2 separate regions of the Mus musculus genome follow, and region 1 is linked to region 2. A link is a contact called in public ChIA-PET data. All regions are on one chromosome and are shown on one strand. Each heading gives the region's core, a stretch centred on a gene start, on an enhancer-like site or on the middle of the called end of the contact. The rest is flanking DNA. Distances are from core to core; before and after follow the strand shown. Region 1 overlaps Tgfbr2 (transforming growth factor, beta receptor II). Region 2 has its middle 47 kb from the start of Gm39448.

Region 1 (5,320 bases), core at 1,577-4,076, 480 kb after region 2:
CAGTATGGGCAGCGTGCGCCATTCAAATCCTGTCCGCTATTTGGGAGGCTGGGATAATGGAACCCACTGGTGTTGCCATGGCAAGCTGGAAGACCCAGCAGCAGAGCGACAAAAATTAAACACAGTGAGGCTGAGGGGCTGAGTGTAGGGTGTGCCTTGTTTTAAAAAAATCAACAAAGGATAATGGCAGGGAACAAATAACAGTTACTTATGCACAGGAAAGGATCAAAGAACTCAATCTTATTAGTAGATGGTAGGCCAATTTCATGGGTGGGGAACGGTCTTCTTTGATTTTTGGTAGCCCGTAAAAGCAGAAAAATGGGGCCAAGTTTCAAGGCTAAGTCAGAAGGTTCACAAGTCAGAGTGGGGCTTGAATGTCAAAGATAACAACCAAGAGAAGCAAAGACACATGGGAGATCCTGGGACTCAGTGCTGGACTGGAGCTCAGCTCCCTGGTCCATAAAGCACCCTACTGTAGAGGGTCATTATTGCAAAACAAAGTGTTTTGTGGCCAAAGCAGGCTGCAAGGCATGGATCCTTCTCATACAATTGTGCCCCCAACCCTGCTGTCAGGGGATCGTTGCTTGTGTGACTGATTGTCAAGTGCTAACGCTATCCCGAGTCCCTTCTGCTCCATTCTAGAGCTCTCCAATAAAAACTAATTCCCCGGGGAACACATTTGATCATTTTCTTTGTCTCCTTGCAGAGTATGGCTATATATAGAGAGATATAGACATATAGATATATAGATATATATAAAACATAGCTATTCGTATTTACACACAGGCATTAATAAAGTGCAAACGTTATTGGCTGTTGTAAAAATCAATCTCATTTCCTGAGGAGGTGCTAGCACAGCTTATGCCATGACAGTCTCCAAGGCATAGGACGCTCTCTGTCACTCATCCCCCGCCGCTGCCACCGCCGCTATGGTTGTTGCTGCTGCTGCTGCCGCTTCTAAACACGGGGCAGCTCCTGGGGAAGAAGGGAGCAAGTCCTTGGTTTTCCAGAAGCATCAGTCAGGAGAGAATCCTGCTGCCTCTGGTCTTTGGCTAGAGGACGGCTTCTGGAGGCTTGGCCCAGCCTGCCCAGAAAAAGCTATTTGGTAGTGTTCAGCGAGCCATCTTCTGGAATCTTCTCCTGGGAGCAGCTCCTCCCAGAGAGTCTCTCCGGATGCTCCAGCTCACTGAAGCGCTCTGCCACACACTGTGCTGTGAGACGGGCTTCGGGGTCATGGTCCCAGCACTCGGTCAAAGTCTCACACACGATCTGGATGCCCTGCAGAGGAAAGGAGGGGGGTCCCAAGGGCACCGTCAGTGGGTGGTCTCCATGGAGTTAGTATCAATACATCATTAACAAGGTCCACAGTTCAGAATAAGGCTCACTCTTTCTATGTGTTCATGTGTAGGTAGGTGTGGGTCAAAGGTCACTGTCAGCTGTCTTCCTCAAAGACACCTTACTCTTTGAGACAGGGTTTCTCATTGAGCCTGGAGCTCACTGATTTGGGATCCTTCTGCCTCCTCTTCCTTCTGTGCTTGTCTTACAGGATTACATCATGGCCACCAGCTTTTTACATGGGTACTGGGGATTCGAGCTCAGGTCCTCACCCTAATTTGCAATAGTGCCATCTCTCCAGTGCCTAGGGTCTACTCATGGTGGCATACATTGTATAGAATGTAACAGATATATCCATTACAGGGTCTGAAGGACTTCCGTTCCTCACTTTAAGCTGGGCTCTCTCTTTCCCTTGACTCTTTCATGGCCTCTGGAGATTTTCTTCTTTCAAACTGTAACCGTGCTAGCCCATAGGTACCCTTCTGTTTGAATGGAGCTGGACCCTCAAGCCCAGAGTGGGGCAGGCATTAACCTGAGCTCATTTGGTAAAGCCTGTCTTTCACAGAATGACTTATAAGTTGCTTCCAGAATTGCCTAGGGTGACTCAGACACCCCCGTCATCTCCATTGACATTAAGCTAGGCCCTCTGACGTGACTGTCTTTGTATGTCAAATATGCTTGACTGTAAGATATTTCAAAGGTGGCCCTCCCCAACACAACCCTACTCGCTAAACTCACTCCCACGCACGGAAGGCTGTCTAGAACAGCAAAGCACTCTATCTCAGCTGGATTTCATTTTGTGTCAAGAATGTCTTCCTTAATGTTTTGAGTTCTTTGAGAAAATCAGAAGGTAAGTGCATGGCCCGAGAGGTGGAAATAAGATTAGCTCTTTCCAATGTGGAGGTCAACATTGCCTCTCATGATCTCCATACTGTTGGCAAAGATACATCTAACACTCTTGCTGGAGAGTTGGTGTTTGCCAGGCGATACCAGCAACTTTCACAACTTCTGGGGAGTTCCCCTCCCTGCCCCCAGTTCTTGATGTGGGATTAATTGCATAATTCACCTAACTGATGGTATTGATTGATGGCCCTGTTAAGAGTAGAGTGTTATTGTTGCCACACCAGAAACATTTATTTTGTTCTGACACAGTAATTACAGGCTGTAAATTAAATTAAATATTAAGCATTACCTTGAAATCAATAGGGCAACAAATCTCATTAAGAGAAAAAAATGTATTATGCAAATTCTTTCCAGAATTTTATCATAATGAATAATGACTTCATTAAGAGAACTTTACAGGGGAGACTTCAAGAGACGGTGACAGAGTTTCAATGGAGCATACCATTCCTGGGCCTTCTAAATCCTGAGATTCTACAAACAGCCTTGCATTTTTAGAACCAAAGACAATTTGCCTGAGACTCCCTCTGGTAAATACTCTGACCCCGGGAAGCCTGGCTCACCTACTCCCCATCACAGGGCTGGCTCTGGGCCAGGGCTGCTCTGAGCAGACTTCCTGCCCCATTTGTCTTCCTGGCTGTGCCTGGCTTGCTGTTTCTGGCTCTCCTTTGAACGCCCCTTGCCTTGAGGCAGACCTTCCCAGCCACTGTCTGCAAGGAAGAAGGACTTCATCTGAAAGAGCCATAAAGGGCTATGCTGGATGGAAAAGAATCGGAAAAATACCGGTCTAGCTCTTTCTTTACTGAGGCTTTCTCGGGAACATCACACCTGTGGCCAACCATCTCTCACTCACAACCTACCCTTTCTTCTCTTCTCCTCTACCACGGCTATGAGCATCCTTAACTTCAGGTTCTGACAGTGAGCTGTGAGGATGTCACTCAACAGGTGGCCCGGCAACCTCCTTCACCTGCAGGCTCCTCTGCATTGATTTCCGGTCCTCCATTGTGGTGAGCCAGCCTCCTCTTCCCTAAGCTCATACACAGTGTCCCTCTCGTTTCCATACACAGCCAGCATGTATGAGCACACCAGCTACCTGGCAACGCTGTTTGCTTCCAACTGCTAAATATTTCTTTCTGAGGTTGAAGGACCTCAGAGGAGCAAAGTCAGAGCACAGAGGGAATGAGGTGTAGGCTCCTTGTGTGAAGACTTGGGAGGTGACCGGAGGCACAGCTAGCAACAGATCTCAACTCTGCATCCAGAGAGCTTGGGGAAAGTGACCAGTGCCCTATGGTGCTTATCTGCGCTTTCTATGGGAATGCTGCGTTAGCCTACTGAATGCAACCCTCAAGGTCATTCGCTTATGCTGGAATTTTCCTTACGAACACAAACCCAACAGAGTTTCAGAGAACCAAGGAAGCCAGCCCTCCTTACCTGGTGGTTGAGCCAGAAGCTGGGAATTTCCGGCCGCCCTCGGTCTCTCAGCACACTGTCTTTCATGCTCTCCACACAGGGGTGCTCCCGCACCTTGGAACCAAATGGGGGCTCGTAATCCTTCACTTCTGTGAAGAGAACAGGCAAACACAGACAAGATGAGCATAGGGTACATACACGACTGCGGGAAGTGTGCTGGGTGAGAGCCTGGCTGGGTAGTATGAGGTACCCGAGGGCAGAATGAACCTGCCATTGCTAGAACACTTGCAATGGTGGTGGGTTAAAATAAGAAGGCAGGGGTGGTGTTGGAAGGATGCTGGGACATAGTCCATTCGGTGATTGATTGTTCAATCCTTCTAGACATCATGCTAATAGCTGACACCTAGGGAATAAGGCAGACAGGAAACCAGCTTTCCCATAACGCAGGCACTCTCAGTTGGCGGGGAGAATACTTTTTTTCTAAGGGAAGAAACAGATTATCATACATACCATGGTACACAGACAAACTCATACCACAAACATACAAACAAAACACAAAATACTCATACATACAAAATAATAAAAATAAATAATTAATTAATTAAAATAAAATACTTTTTAAAAGCTGTATGTATTTCAAAGCTTCTTGTCCTCCACAGGCCCACAGTAATAAAACAGACTCAATAAATGATGTTCAATTTCATGGGAACATTCGCCCTCCAAAGGAATGGAGTTCTGAAAGATGCTCTAACCTGGATGGTTCCTGAAGACATTAATTAGTAAGAGAAGTAAGCCAGACACCAAAGTGGAATATTGTGTGTATGTGTGGAATATCCATGTAATGTCCCCACCAAAACTTTCACTGGAGATTAGCCACTCTCATGAGGCACCGAGAGGGAAGGGGGCGGGGGTGACCTTCATAGTCAGCTGAGGGAAACTCTTCCTTAGTAAATCTTTTCACGGATTCTTAGACGTCTTTGAGAGTGGGTCTGTTACTATAGCCAGTTTAAAGCTGTCCTGGTAGTGCAAGGTCTCACCACCCAGGAGTTCAGTGTCTACCTGTGTCACACAGGGACGATCTGTCTCTAACAAGGCAAGCATGACAAGCCAGTCTGCTTCTCACACTGTGGTGGTACAAGGAGCACCAGGCCACACTGCTGGACTTCCTGCTCTCCAGAACCGTGAGCCAAAAGAAAGCTTCTCCTTTAATGACCCAGCCTCAAGTATTTTATTGTGGCAGTAGAAAGGAGGGTTAAATCGCTCTGGAGCCAGACTCACAGAGATGAAGAGAGAGTGGGTGTTTCTCTGGGAGTTAGGAGATGATTATTAGGGGCGAGGGGGGTAGAAATGTGGGTTTGGTGTTTATAATCGGTAGAGAGTTTCTGATGGAGAGAATGAGAGAGTTCTGGGGCTGGGGACATGTGGCTCAGTGGAGAGTGCTCACCTACCATGCACCACGCCCTAGGTTCAAGTCCAATCCCCAACACCACGAAGGACAGTGTGTGTGTGTGTGTGTGTGTGTGTGAGAGAGAGAGAGAGAGAGAGAGAGAAACAGAGACAAACAGAGACAGAGTGACTGTGAGAAAACAGACCAGCAATAAACATTAACAGAGCTAAAGAGGAAGGCTGGGCTACATCCTACATTTCCCCCTAAAATATGCAGGATCGTTGGCCT
Region 2 (5,419 bases), core at 1,650-4,149:
GGCAGTCCCCAAAGGTTAGATTTAGAGTCTGGATGCGGGCCAGGACAGCCTTATTGGCTAGGCCCAGAAGTACCAGAAGAGAATGAGGTCCCCCGTGGAAGGGCATACCAGGTTGAGCTATACTAGTTGTAAGTTTCTGGGTGTGCAGGATGGAGGATGCTCACTCTGGCCTGCTTCCCCACTGGCATGGAGATACACATGCCTCTTCTTTCTAGAACCTGCACCCCTTCCAGCTGGTCATCTGAGAAGCTGAGAGTTTAGCAGCAAGAGGAAACAGAAACCAGAGATAGAGTCTGCCAGGTGGGGCCGTAGGTGTTGGGTAGAGATACTGTCTAGCAACTTGGGACTGACTGGCAACTCTGGAAAGCTGAGATCTACAGGATGACTTTATCCCTGAATCCAATGGAATTATGGGCAAAGAACATGGCTAACGTACATCTAATCCTCCTCCCCCACTACAATGTAGAATTCCCTTCAAAGCTTCATGTGGTGACCAGAGGCCTACTACTCCCACAGATGACCATAACCACTTCCTGTTCTGCATATTTATTTTATTGAATTCCCTCTAATTAATTTTCTAGAGACAACTCTTCTCTTACCTTCCATTTGACTGGTCTTAGTATCTCAAATGCATGTATGATGGTTATCTCTAATAGTATGTTTGACACAACCTAGAACTCTCGTGTCGTGTCATGGATTGGGGAAGAGTAGAGAGAGCAAGCTGAGGACTAGGCATGCTTGGGTTTTGTTTCTCTTTATTTTTGACTGTGCATGTAGCTAGCTACTTTGAGTTCCTGTCTCCGTGACTTTCCCGCAGTGATGGACCACACTATGGAATTGTAAGGTATAATAATTCCTTTCCTCCTGTAAGTTGCTTTTGACAAGGATATTCATCACAGTAACAAAATTGAAGTAGACAACATGACACCCTTCCCACACTCTCATTTAGCATGTTGATAACATGGCTTTTGTCTTTGGCCTGTCTTCCTGGTCCCTGGCTTCACTTAGCTTGCACAGATCTCAAAGTCTACTAGTCCTGGTTTGTCTGCCCCCAGACAGAATTGGCATAGTCACTTCTTGTCTTTTGAATAAGAAATGTCTCCCACAGGCTCATGGGTGCATTTGAATATTTGGTGGTTCCTAGTTGGTATTGCTGTTTCAAGGTTGTAGAGTGTTTAGGAATGGAAGCCTCCGTGGAGGAAGTGTGTCTCTGGAGGTGGGCCTTGAGGTTTTACAGACTGGTTCCACTTCCTGTCTGCATTATTTCTTGACCTTTTAAGATGCCTGCAGTGTCTGCTGCATGCTTCCCCCATCCTGAAGTCCTCGGTGCCTTTGTTGCTGTGATGGAACGTGCTCTCTCCTGTGAGCCAAAGCAGATTTTTCCTGTGGTTACAACAATGAGATCAGAAACGGCAACAGGACACAGACTCTACCAGCCGCTCCCCAGTCTGGTCCTTCAATCCTTCCAGGTGTTTACGAGAAACCATTTTATTTTCGTACCAGCATTTCCTTTCTATTACATGTCTTCAGTTGTAAGTGTGCACACATGTGAGCACATGCATGTGGGTGCCTATCATGGTGAGCATATGGAGGTCAGAGGATAGGTTGCGGGGCTTATGTCTTCCCCTTCTGCCATGTGGGTGCTGGGGATGGAACAAAGGTTGTAGGTTGATGTTGGGATGCTTTGACTTAATCGGGGATCTGTGTGCCTATACACTAAAGGTCCTTGTCCCCAATTGGTTTTTGATCAGTCAATAAAGAGTCAGTAGCCAATGGCTGGGCAGAAAGGCTAGGAGAGAGGAGGGAGCAGAGGGAGATTTTCCATGTTCAAGAGGGAGACAGAAGGGATGTTGGAGCTTCAGGAGAGAAAGCCAACCAACCGTGTCATATCTCAGATAAGTGGCCACTGGCCGCTTCCTTGATTAGGCCTGAGGTACAAGGCAAGAGGCTAACAAGTGTCCAACCATTGAGCTAGCAAGGCACATTAAAAATAAGCTAATATGTGTTGTCTTTTATCCGAGTATCCAAAGTTTCCCTGGGTGGGTGGCTGGAAGTGCAGCCTGCCCAGGAGCATAAAGCGGGGTAGATAAGACCACAAGCTACAAAAAAAAAAAAAAAAAAGACCACAAGCTACAATAGGTCGTCAGACTTGGAGGCAAGCACTTTTACCTGTTGAGCAATATCATCACCCAGGCAACAGTAAATCTTTACCAGCCCTCTCCCTATTTGCAACCAACCCCCACCCCCTGATTCTCGGCTTTCTGAGGCTCAGGATAACCTTATTTTGTTTTCCTGGTTACCTTCTAGTTCTAGAACATTATATTAATTTTGCATTTGTTATATATATATAAGATTTCTCTTAAATGGATTTAAATAAAAATGCAAGTCAATTAAAAGCAAAATGTTAAGTACATTCAAAGGTGATACTTTTTTTAAAACTGTGTCAATCATTGGAGTTATTCTAGGTTAGTATCAACCATTCTGCTTAGAAGCTAACCTCTAGCCCAACATTCCCTTAGGGACTCTGTGACAGACTGTCCTGGGAAGGAAGACATCATCTTGGTAGGAAGAGCCTCTTCCTCTTGTTCTCGCTCTCTCTGAACTGACAACTTTCATACAGAAACAAGACTGTGAGGAGCAGAATATGAGGGAGGCTGGGCTGTGAGACCAAATCCCACATTTACTGCCTTATTCATCCATGTCACGGCCAAACCCTGGCAAGTTACAAGAAGAGGAGAGGCAGAGGCACACCTATTCAGGAGGTGGTTGAAGGCAGAAGGTACACTGGCCCCTAGAAAGCTTCAAAGAGGCTCCGAGAGCCTTTTATGCTTGGGAGTCAGTGTTTACCTGGGCAGAATCTGGATGTGGTCAATCTCTAAGCAGCCAGTCCTTGAGGCTGTGTTTGGATGCTGTCTTGAGGGAGTAGCCCGTGTCAGTCTCTGCACCTTTTTATGCCAGCATGTGACATTCAAGGGGACAAAAAGTTTTCCATAGTGGCTTTGTTCTTTATGTTATTACATCCGCCATTGACTTCATTGGCTGGCATTTAAAAGAGGAAGCTCTTTAAACTAAGCTGTCACGCTTGTGGTTTTAGAGGTTGGCACAGCAGACAGGTGTGGAAGAAAACTCTGTATGAAGCAGGCAGATGCAATTCTTCTAACAATTTACCCACCTCTAGGAAAAATGTCCTCGTGGACCCAAAGCATCATGGGAGTTTGCCCAGCAAACTCATAGTCTCGCCATGTTTCTGGCCTGTGTGGTAAGCAGCATGGGGGATGTCATTGGAGAGAAGGAGCTTGTAGAACTTTCTGGGTCTACCTCATGTGTTCGCCTTTCTTAATTAGTCACAAGTGTCATCTCATTTCAGTCCTTACTCAAAACTTCTGGTCTAAGCCAGTTTAATGCAGCGCTGTTCTTAATCCTCATTGCCAACAGGGTGGGAGTTAGGATCACCATGGGACATCCTCCATCTTATCTATGAGGGGGTTTCTGGATTGGATTAGTTGAGGCATAAATGCCTACTCTTAACTGTGGGTGGCACTATGTCATACAGTGGCACCCTGAACTGAATTAAAAGGAAAAACTGAGCTGAGCACTGGTGTCCCCATCTCTGTGCTTCCGATTCAATACAATATGACACACTGCCTCACACTCCTGGCTCTATAGCTCACTCACCTCAGACCAGGGGCAGAATAAACCCTTCATTTCTTTAGTTGCCTTTGTCACGGCATCAAGGAAATCCATCTGACTGTTTCCTTACACATGTTTAGCCTAGACAATCCAAAATGGACCCAAGGGCAGGGCAGAAGCTCACAGTAGCACACATATGGGTAATAGTACTGATTCTCACAGTGGACACTTTCCTCAAACTGAAAGGCAGGCTTTGGTGATCTCCATATCTGCCCATCTGCATCTGCTCTAAACACAGATAGGCCACGCCCTTTTCTTTGTTTCTCTGTGTTGCAGGAAGCTGCATTCTCTAGCATCCCTGGTCAACAGCTTTCTGGTTGACTTCAGCCAGAAGTACCAGTGTGAAATTATGGTCAAGAGAGTAAGAACCTTCACTCCCCTTTCTTAATTAGCCAGTTACACCATATTCCCTCTCCCTCCAGGGCAGGTAGTGGCCACGTCCTGCCTCCTGCTTCTTCTCTATGTTCTTTGCTGTGTTCTGTTAACCTCCTATACTCTAACGACTCTGAGGTAACCAATCTTGATAACGAGCTCCCCACCCCCACGCCCTTACAGTGGCCTAGATAGCTGCAGGTTTCCTGGTCAGGCCTGTCTGATATGCCGTGACAGAGGTTAGTAGGTCTCCCCTATAAAAGGGCCATAGGAAAAGTGTTTATATCTAAACACTTAGGCTTCCTTGGCCAGCGGCCAAAATAGAAGAATTTATTGGATGGTATTTAATGAACAAAGACAAAAAGAAATAAATGTCCACAAGTTATTTTAGCCCATGGGCCCTACTAAGATAGGTGTGAATCAGATTTAGTCGGCCAGGAAGACTATAGGACAGCACCGTCTGAGAGACCAGCATCCAAGCGGGAGTGGGTGGTGACTTGAAGGTGCAATACTACAAGACAAGATAGAGTGCTCGTCACTCTCCAGAAATATCAGCCTGGTCATGTGACCATCCTGACTGGAGTGGAGATAGCCTAAGGAGATACTTGTGCCCCTAGTTTTTGTTATCAGGCTGTCGAGGCAATGGACCTAAGGATTCAAGATTTCTGCAGAAGTCTCATATCAGAAGGAAATGTCCAAGATCTGGCGCCAGTTGGAGGACAACTTGTCTCCTAGTATGAGACTGCAAGCAGCTCTGATTTGTTAGAATACCTTGTGGGATAGACTGGGTATGGTGGGCAGGACCAGATCCGGACCAGGTCTGCTTTCTTGCCCTGTATTTAAACATAAATCTCATGTTAGGACCCCACCACCATCAAAGATGGATTCTGGGGTCACTGGACCTCTTTTGTTTCTCTTCTCACTGTGGTCACATCAAGTAGATCCACTTCCTCTGTTTCTTGTCTTCCATTGGTGTCTTGAGGGTGGGTGGCCAAGCCTAGCTCATTAGGGCTTCCAGGGTCCAGCCTCTGACCTGAGTCATTTTAGGAACAACTGTGGTGACACTGAAGTAATCATCCCAAAGCCCTAGGTTGCCCACAGTCAGAAACTGAGCTCTGTGGACACAGTGACCATTTTCTCTTCCTAAATGGGGACCTTGGTGTAATAGAGACAGGCCCAGAGAAAGGAGAGAGGAAGCCAATCAGCTCTTGTTTTGGGGGAGTGGGGAGGCAGGAGGGATGGGGATGAGTGGCAGTTAGCTTGGAGAGATTTGAGGGTTTTGTATATGTATGCTTTGATTTCACACCAGCTGCCAGGCCTCTCCGAGCCATCTGGCCATGGGATGGGTACTGAGCAC

Evidence for each region. ChIA-PET counts read pairs in DNA pulled down with a chosen protein or histone mark.
Region 1: a contact with region 2 is called in an RNA polymerase II ChIA-PET map of memory CD8 T cells, with 12 read pairs. The contact joins two enhancer-like sites.

What each region holds. Positions count from the first base shown.
Region 1 is chr9:116,089,280-116,094,599 of GRCm38.p6, forward strand. It overlaps Tgfbr2 (transforming growth factor, beta receptor II), which reads right to left. Exons shown (of 8, transcript NM_009371.3): 7 at 3,667-3,794; 8 at 1-1,278. The coding sequence ends at 1,099. Among named protein-coding and RNA genes, the nearest start is that of Gm31014, 37 kb to the left of the region's middle. Within about 2 kb of position 2,827, at least 43 of the 459 cell types and tissues checked have an H3K27ac peak or open chromatin away from gene starts, as enhancers often do. A contact at or near this core is called in memory CD8 T cells, where this site is marked.
Region 2 is chr9:115,608,847-115,614,265 of GRCm38.p6, forward strand. No RefSeq gene overlaps it. Among named protein-coding and RNA genes, the nearest start is that of Gm39448, 47 kb to the right of the region's middle. Within about 2 kb of position 2,900, at least 75 of the 459 cell types and tissues checked have an H3K27ac peak or open chromatin away from gene starts, as enhancers often do. A contact at or near this core is called in memory CD8 T cells, where this site is marked.